Linked DNA regions of Bicyclus anynana: region 2 is linked to region 1. The links are chromatin contacts, called in public Hi-C maps. All regions are on one chromosome and are shown on one strand. Each heading gives the region's core, a stretch centred on a gene start, on an enhancer-like site or on the middle of the called end of the contact. The rest is flanking DNA. Distances are from core to core; before and after follow the strand shown. Region 1 overlaps LOC112054810 (protein MTSS 2). Region 2 overlaps LOC112054810 (protein MTSS 2).

Region 1 (4,059 bases), core at 481-2,980:
TTATGATTCCAAGATTTTCTTACATACAAGTGAAGTAATATAAAGCGTGTAAACACATAATGTAGAGCAGTGATAGCCCAGAGGATATGAGCCTCTGCCTCCGATTCCGGAGGGTGTGGGTTCGAATCCGGTCCGGGGCATGCACCTCCAACTTTTCAGTTGTGTGCATTTTAAGAAATTAAATACCACGTGTCTCAATCGGTGAAGGAAAACATCGTGAGGAAACCTGCATAACAGAGAATTATCTTCATTCTCTGCGTGTGTGAAGTCTGCCAATCCGCATTGGGCCAGCGTGGTGGACTATTGGCCTAACCCCTCTCATTCTGAGTGGAGACTCGAGCTCAGCAGTGAGCCGAATATGGGTTGATGACGACGAAACACATAATGTATGTCACACACAAACTTCACAAGAAATCTTTAAGGCATTGTAACTTTACTCCTCCAATGCGAAGGCTGAATCACAATGCACCATACCAAGTTAAGAGATGTAATTTATGCCATTGTTATAGACAATAATATATAAATTAGCATAATGTTAATTCTAAGGGCCCACCATAATTACGCAACACTTTCGTTCGAGAATACTTATGTGGGCGCAAAAATAGACTCAGCTTCGTATCAACTTGATTTTAGATCTGTTTATCGTTTGTAATATTAACAGTTTTATTTTCGTCAAATTGTAAGTTTCCAAAGCTTGGTAAATTTAACCCGTAGGTTTAACCCACGTAGTTAACATTTCAGTAGCAATACGGGGATCAAATGTAGCGTAAAACACTCACGAATAAAGTCTTTCTATAGATAAACAATTTAAAAAATCGGTTTAGTACGAGAGATCCAGAAATTACCCCCTTAAACTTAAGGTCCATCTTTGTTATATTACTAGATAAAAATACTAACCACCAACAAGGGCAGTTCGTGGTGAGCTAATGAAAGAGCTGACGCAAAAAGACGGGATAAGGGCGAGTCTGTGTACTTATCTGTGTTGATATTGTGGCATCGTAAAGCGTGTTTGTGTATATTAACTGAAGGTTCGATGCTATATGGCAGACATCCACAGATCCGTATCATATACGCATCGGACGAATCACATCAAACGGATTTTAGTATTCTTTGTATAGAAAGTCATACAACATCCACTGCAATTGAATATCACGTTGCGATCGAGAGGCCTCTTAGAATTAGGCAGTGCGACAATGAAACGCTTTTGTGCATAGACCCTTAAGAGTCGACAGCAACAGATTCAAATGAAAACAGTATTGATGACGTCAGTTACTTACTAGTAATATAACCTCATATACAGGCTGCTCGGGAGTATTTCCCATAACTCTGGGGTTATATTCTTTACCGAAAATTAATTAAAAATGTTCAAGGACCATATAAGTGTTCTAAAATTAATATTTTCTGGGTAAATAATATTTCTTTTATAATTAAATTTTAAAATATGTCCCATAAACGCATCCTTGTAATTATGACGTAACCAAGTTTTACGTATTTTAAAATACAAGGATAGATACATGCATAGTCAAATTATTTGAATTACTTTGTATGAAAACGTAAAAAGTTGCTATTATTTAGTTAAAAATATATTAGGTATGGAGCTCCTATAAGTGGAGTCGTTAGTACCTTAAAGTTAAGGGAAATACTCCCGAGCACCCTGTATACAAAAGTGTCAAACAAATGTGCACATAAATTTACTCGTTACAAAATTACTTACAAATCGACCTACTTTCATTCACGCTCAACTTGACCATGAATTTTTTGAATGAGCAATGTGAGTGATTGTATGAGTTACTCGTACCTACTTAAAATCGTCTCGTTCAGCGAATATTATCGTTGACGTTGAGGTAACTATAAAATACATCGCTTGAGTTTTTCATCTTTCAATACAGGATCTCACGTGGAGGAATTGAGATGATTAAGGAATATTTAGCAATTTTTAAATAAAAACAACAAAAAATGTAGTCGCAAAACCTGTGTTAGGAGTGGGTACGACAATAGACAATCGAATGGGCATCAAATCACAAACCTCTTGGTGATGAGTCTAGCCTCTTTACCCTTGAGTTATCGAGGCTTTCATATGTATTATAATTTAATAATAGTAATGACATAAATTTAAGCCAAATTTATTTGAAAATAATAATTTACTTGAGTAATTATTAATAGTGTACAATATGCTTGGAGTTTCTCTGCGTGATCGAATCAAAAATGAGGAAATCCGCAGACGAACCGAAGTCACCGACATAGCTCAGCGAGTCGCGAAGCTGAAGTGGCAATGGGCCGACCACATAGTTCGAAGAGCCGATGGACGTTGGGATGACAAGGTATAATAGCGAAAACGCAGTGTTGGTCGACCCTCCATTAGGAGGGCCGAGGATATCAAGCGGCTTGCAAGGAGCTGCTGGATGCTGGCGACTCGAGACCTGTTCTTGGAAGTCCATCCAAGAAGCCCATGTCTAGTAGTGGATGTCTATCGGCTGATAATGATGATGATGAATAGTGTACATTTAAAAACTAACATTGCACCATAGATTAAATTGTATTGAGAAATCTACTTCGGGTCCAAGTATCCCAAGCGCACCGTTTCATCACTGTATCGAACATTGGAACACTTGCTGGAAGGTCAATGCTATGCACACAATGCCTTGAGCGTTCCGTCTAACGATACTGCACTTTCAATTGACCAGCCTGCACATAGATGGAAGGTCAAAATGATAAATAACATATTAGTATTTGTTACAGTGAAGATTTTATTGTATTACATTGTTATTTGTATTGCATATACCTATACATACTCGTAGTATAACAGTCGGGTATATTTATTACATTTATAACCCAAGAAAGAGCAATTTTGATGATTAGTCTTCGCCACGAACAGCAGAATGGAGCAACTGAGTAGACCCTTTTAGGATCAAATCTTTTTTTATTTTATTTTGTGTGAAAAGAGAGGGAAAAGTTGAAGATAAAAAGTTATGGGGTTAACTAATTTTCTCATCAGTCTCAGTTCTTTAGTTAAGACCTCGATATTTTTCTGTTAACTCACAATTTCGGCCAGGAGATCGTCTGACGGGTTTTGTAGTACCTACATTATATTCATAGGTACTTTTATGTTGTAATAGTTGGCTCTTACTTACAGCTTTGAGGATGGATACTCTCTATTTCTGCCATAAAGCAGCATCAGTTTGTTTCGATATGCTTACCGGTAAAACTACATACTCTTTCTCTTTATTTCTTTTTTTTTTATTCTTTACGAGTTAGCCCTTGACTACAATCTCACCTGATGGTAAGTGATGATGCAATCTAAGATGGAAGCGGATTAACTTGATAGGAGTAGGATGAAAATCTACACTCCTTTCGGTTTCTACATGGCATCAAACCGGAACGCTAAATCACTTGGCGTTACGTCTTTACCGGTAGGGTGGTAAATAGCCACGGCCAAAGCCTCCCACCAGCCAGACCTAGACCAATTAAGAAAATCTCAATCGGCCCAGCCGGGTATCGAACCCAGGACCTCCGTCTTGTAAATCCACCGCGCCTACAACTGCGCCACGGAGGCCGTCTCTAATAATAATAGTATACCGCAACTATTCCTAGCAAGTGTACCTTGATGATTTTCTGTACAAGCGATTATTTTACGTTCAGATCAGGTTGGACAATCAGCTTGTCTCCTCATCTATTACTATACAATATTCACATAACTTTATAAACTCATAAAATAAAATAAAAACGTCCATTTTGTTTATAAGCCATGTCGCTAACATTTTCGGCGCACCGATTGGTACAAGCGCAATAAATAATGCCCCGCGGTTTCACGTCAACATTTCTGCGAACAGAATTTTAATAAAACGCAATATATGATCACCTCGACGAACAAATGGTTAAAATATACGAGTATTCCAAATACTAAGCCTTTAAAATCCTTTTAAATTAACGAAATTTAAATGACAATTCAAAATAAAAATAAATTTCTTTAATCTGAAATCTGCTTTGAAACTTTTGAATTCCATTTCATTTCATATGTACAATGAGAAAATTCCATCTACGGATGAGAGTAACAAGTAT
Region 2 (3,757 bases), core at 893-3,392, 49 kb after region 1:
GTATTTCAAAACTTGACTTCAGAGTCTGGCGTGCAGAATGTTTTTATCTAGGGTATGCACTATGGGACGTACAACTTTTTGACGGCCTCCGTGGCGCAGTGGTATGCGCGGTGAATTTACAATATCTGGGTTCAATCCCCCGCTGGGCCGATAGAGGTTTTCTTAATAGGTCTGACTGGTGGGAGGCTTCGGCCGAGGCTAGTTATCACCTTACCGACAAAGACGTACCGCCAAGCGATTTATCGTTCCGGTACGATGTCGTGTAGAAACCGAAAAGGGTGTGGATTTTCATCCTACTCTTAACAAGTTAGCCCTCTTCCGTCTTAGATTGTATCATCACTTACCATCAGGTGAGATTGTAGTCAATAAGTCAAAGTAGAGGAAAAAAAAACTTGCACAAAATGGAAGATTCGTAATAACTCCTCCACGTACCTACTAATAAGTGCATTACGCATATTATAGAATTTATTCCACGTTGTCGTTATCACGGCGTGTGTTTTGTCCCAAATAACTGAGGATGTAGACAAATGGTTGAGAGACGTATTTCAATTTAAAGCTATGAAGGAATAGATTCATTTGTGTCATACTAGTTAAATTATAAGTTCAATATCTTAAGTATAAATCGGTTAACTGAACGGCTGTTACATAATGCACTTGCATTACACAATACATGCAATTCAACGTAACAAAGTAACCCCTAACCTTCAGTCACAAAAATCGATACCCACTCCCCAATGCATTGCACCCTTGCACAGTTTTCGTCGATTATATTTTACATATAATATACGTGTATCTTTTAGGGTCTCTGCACAATTGAAACCCTACTAGTGGCTCCCCCCTTACGCTTCAATAAAAACTGGAATTGGCCATTTGCTGCAGTAAATAATAATCGAAGCTTTGATGTCTAGATATACGTCTTTTACAGGTAGTTAATAAAGAGCCTCAACGACAGGATTTGCTAAAATTCCTCGGTTTTGATATGGAAATGCTTGGTAAAATATACAAGTCAAATAAAAAAATGAGTTGTAAAAACTCAATGATTTCATTGATGAGATCATGTATTAACTTATGAGTTAATTTCAACGTTAAGGCCGAGACTAAGATCTCGTTCTAAGTAATATAATGTATTAAATGCATTTATATACCGATAGATTTAGATCGAGACGTATCTCGGATGAGGTTGTGAGTTTGTTTTGTTCGTACATGTATGTTTGATTAAACGAGCTCAGCCCGATAACAACCATGAAGTTCTGAACCATAGGTGTCGAGGCTTAAATCTTCAGCTGTTGTGCCGATAAATTATTTAAATCAACTATTCAAGCGTGCCTGTTATTTCACAGACAATTATACCCTACAAACTGAAACAAGGTGATATTGAATGGCCGCATTAACAAATATGGCGGTAGTACTTTTACGGGCAAAAACTGTCACAAAGACTGACTGACAGTTTAAACAGCGAAAGAAAGATAACTTATTTAAAAAGTTGGTTATTATAGAGATCCCAGTACTTGAACCACATTGCTAATATCCTTATCTCTGAGACAAACAAGACTCTGAGATGGATGGATGGATGATATCGGGGTGAAACTTGCGTAGTGAGGTTTTCCGTCGGATATGGGTGACGATGGGATTCGTCGTTTTCCAATGTTTGCGTAATTCTTGTATATTGATCAATGATATACTTAGGCCATTCAACCCATATTCGGCTCACTGCTGAGCTCGAGTGTTCTCTCAGAGTGAGAGGGGTTAGGCCAATAGTCCACCACGCTGGCCCAATGCGAATTGACAGACTTCACACACGCAATGAATTAAGAAAATTCTCTGGTATGCCGGTTTCTTTACGATGTTTTACCGTTTGAGAGACGTGATATTTTTTTTTTCAAATGCACACAACTAAATAGCTCCAACTATTTGCATGCAAATTCGAACCCACACCATTCATCAGAATCGGAGGCAGAGGCCATATCCACTAGGCTAATATATACTTAGGTACTTCTTGCCAGGAAAATAACCATATAAAAAAATCTAACATAAGGCTATTGATAGAAAAGAACACCGGTTTAAAGTTAATCCTTGAACAGTGCTAAGTTAAAATATATTATACCCAATATTTGCACAACGATTAACACAGAAAACCGGTCCAACAGTCGCCTTCATTGGCGATGCTCTTCAATAAATTCACGATAACACGGCATTTATACCGAAAACGGTGTCACTGGGAATGGAAATAAATTTACCTATATTAACTAAACTCGTGAAGTATAACATATCACTATTTGCCTATTTTAACGGCCTACCACAGGGCCAGGCCTTCCTCCTATATGCAGCAGCATTATGGAGCTTCGACCCACCACTGCTCCAATGCCGTAATGATATACTTAATCTATTTAAGTGAAAACGATACCTAAATCCAACAGAAAATCACTACGTACAGCTACGAATAGTGTATCCTCACTGTAATTGAGAAGCTGCAATTGAACTAGAAAATTGTAGAGTAGGATAATAGCAAAATAAATCAACTATTCCGTATGATACTATCAGCCTAAAACACTACCTATTTGTTAATAGTACGTTTCCTAACATAGTTACTCAAGCCCAAGTTTACAATATAGGTTAAACACCCGTATATTTACGTTGAACGTACGGAACCGCCAAAAACACGAACCAACGAGTGCTAAAAATATAACAACGCCATAGAAGTCTTATAAACTAGAGATCAGAAATGGCGTGTTTTACTATGACTAATAGTTCTACTATGAAAACAAAGTCCTGGCTATGAAGCCAGTACCTATATAAGGATAGTCTATAATAGAGTCGAGTGCGAAAATATTACACAATGTATGACATACATTTCTTTTTATATATACCGGTTCATTCCAGATGCTATCAATGCAAATGCAATGTAGTTTTGGAGATGTTCCCATCAGTTAACGACCAAAGTAACTATGGACGCTAACAATAGGCCTTGAAGCTATGCTCAGAGTATCTCTAGGTCATCAAAACTGAGATGATCTGCAGGAGAGTCAAAATTACCGACATAGCTCAACGAGGCGCAAAGCTGGCAAAGTGGCAATGGGCCGTGCACATAGTTCAAAGAACTAATGAATGTCGTAAGATGACCTCCCACCGTAAAACGCAGTGTTGGTCATCTGACGACTCCACTCGGTGGACCGACGACATTAAACAGGGATACAGGCGGCTAAAGGCCGTGGTGTTTGATAGTATCTGCAAAAAGCTTAGTGTCCTGCAGGCTAATTCACTAACTTTGAACGTATGTTGAATTATACGAAATTGTAACAAATGTCATCCGGTGCCTACTGTCAACCGTTCAGATATCATACAGTAAGTATTACAGTACATTTGTCAGTTGATTTGATGCCTATTTTAATAGGTTAATACATAAAATTTTATATTTTGAAAAACACCCGCAGGTCATAAAATTATTAATTACACTCTCGATCAAGTCATTAATATTCTCTTTCAGTGCACTTTCATTTGAGACCCCACTCGAGTATATTTGCAGACATTCGGTTATTCTTCCCCACTTTCAACCCCCACAACTTTCAAACAGCACAACCGATTTTCATCAAACATATCTAAGAACACTCGCCCGTAAGTCACCTTCATACAAAAGAAAACTAAATTGAAATCGCTTCATCCGTTCGGGAGCTATGGTGCCACATACGGACAGTCACGTCAAACTTATAACACTCATCTTTTTGAGTCGGGGTTTAATAAAGACCAAATTAGTGTATAG

What was found. Hi-C and Micro-C count contacts between places; a contact is called where the count stands out from the background.
Region 2: a Hi-C map of whole larva shows a contact between it and region 1, with 3 times the contacts expected there. The contact joins two enhancer-like sites. A contact is called at or near these places in 2 of 2 Hi-C or Micro-C datasets (whole body and whole larva).

What each region holds. Positions count from the first base shown.
Region 1 is chr2:7,967,206-7,971,264 of ilBicAnyn1.1, forward strand. All of the region lies in intron 1 of LOC112054810 (protein MTSS 2), which reads right to left. Among protein-coding and RNA genes, the nearest start is that of LOC112052552, 22 kb to the left of the region's middle. Within about 2 kb of position 1,731, at least 2 of the 8 cell types and tissues checked have open chromatin away from gene starts, as enhancers often do.
Region 2 is chr2:8,015,754-8,019,510 of ilBicAnyn1.1, forward strand. All of the region lies in intron 1 of LOC112054810 (protein MTSS 2), which reads right to left. Among protein-coding and RNA genes, the nearest start is that of LOC112054810, 8.1 kb to the right of the region's middle. Within about 2 kb of position 2,143, at least 3 of the 8 cell types and tissues checked have open chromatin away from gene starts, as enhancers often do.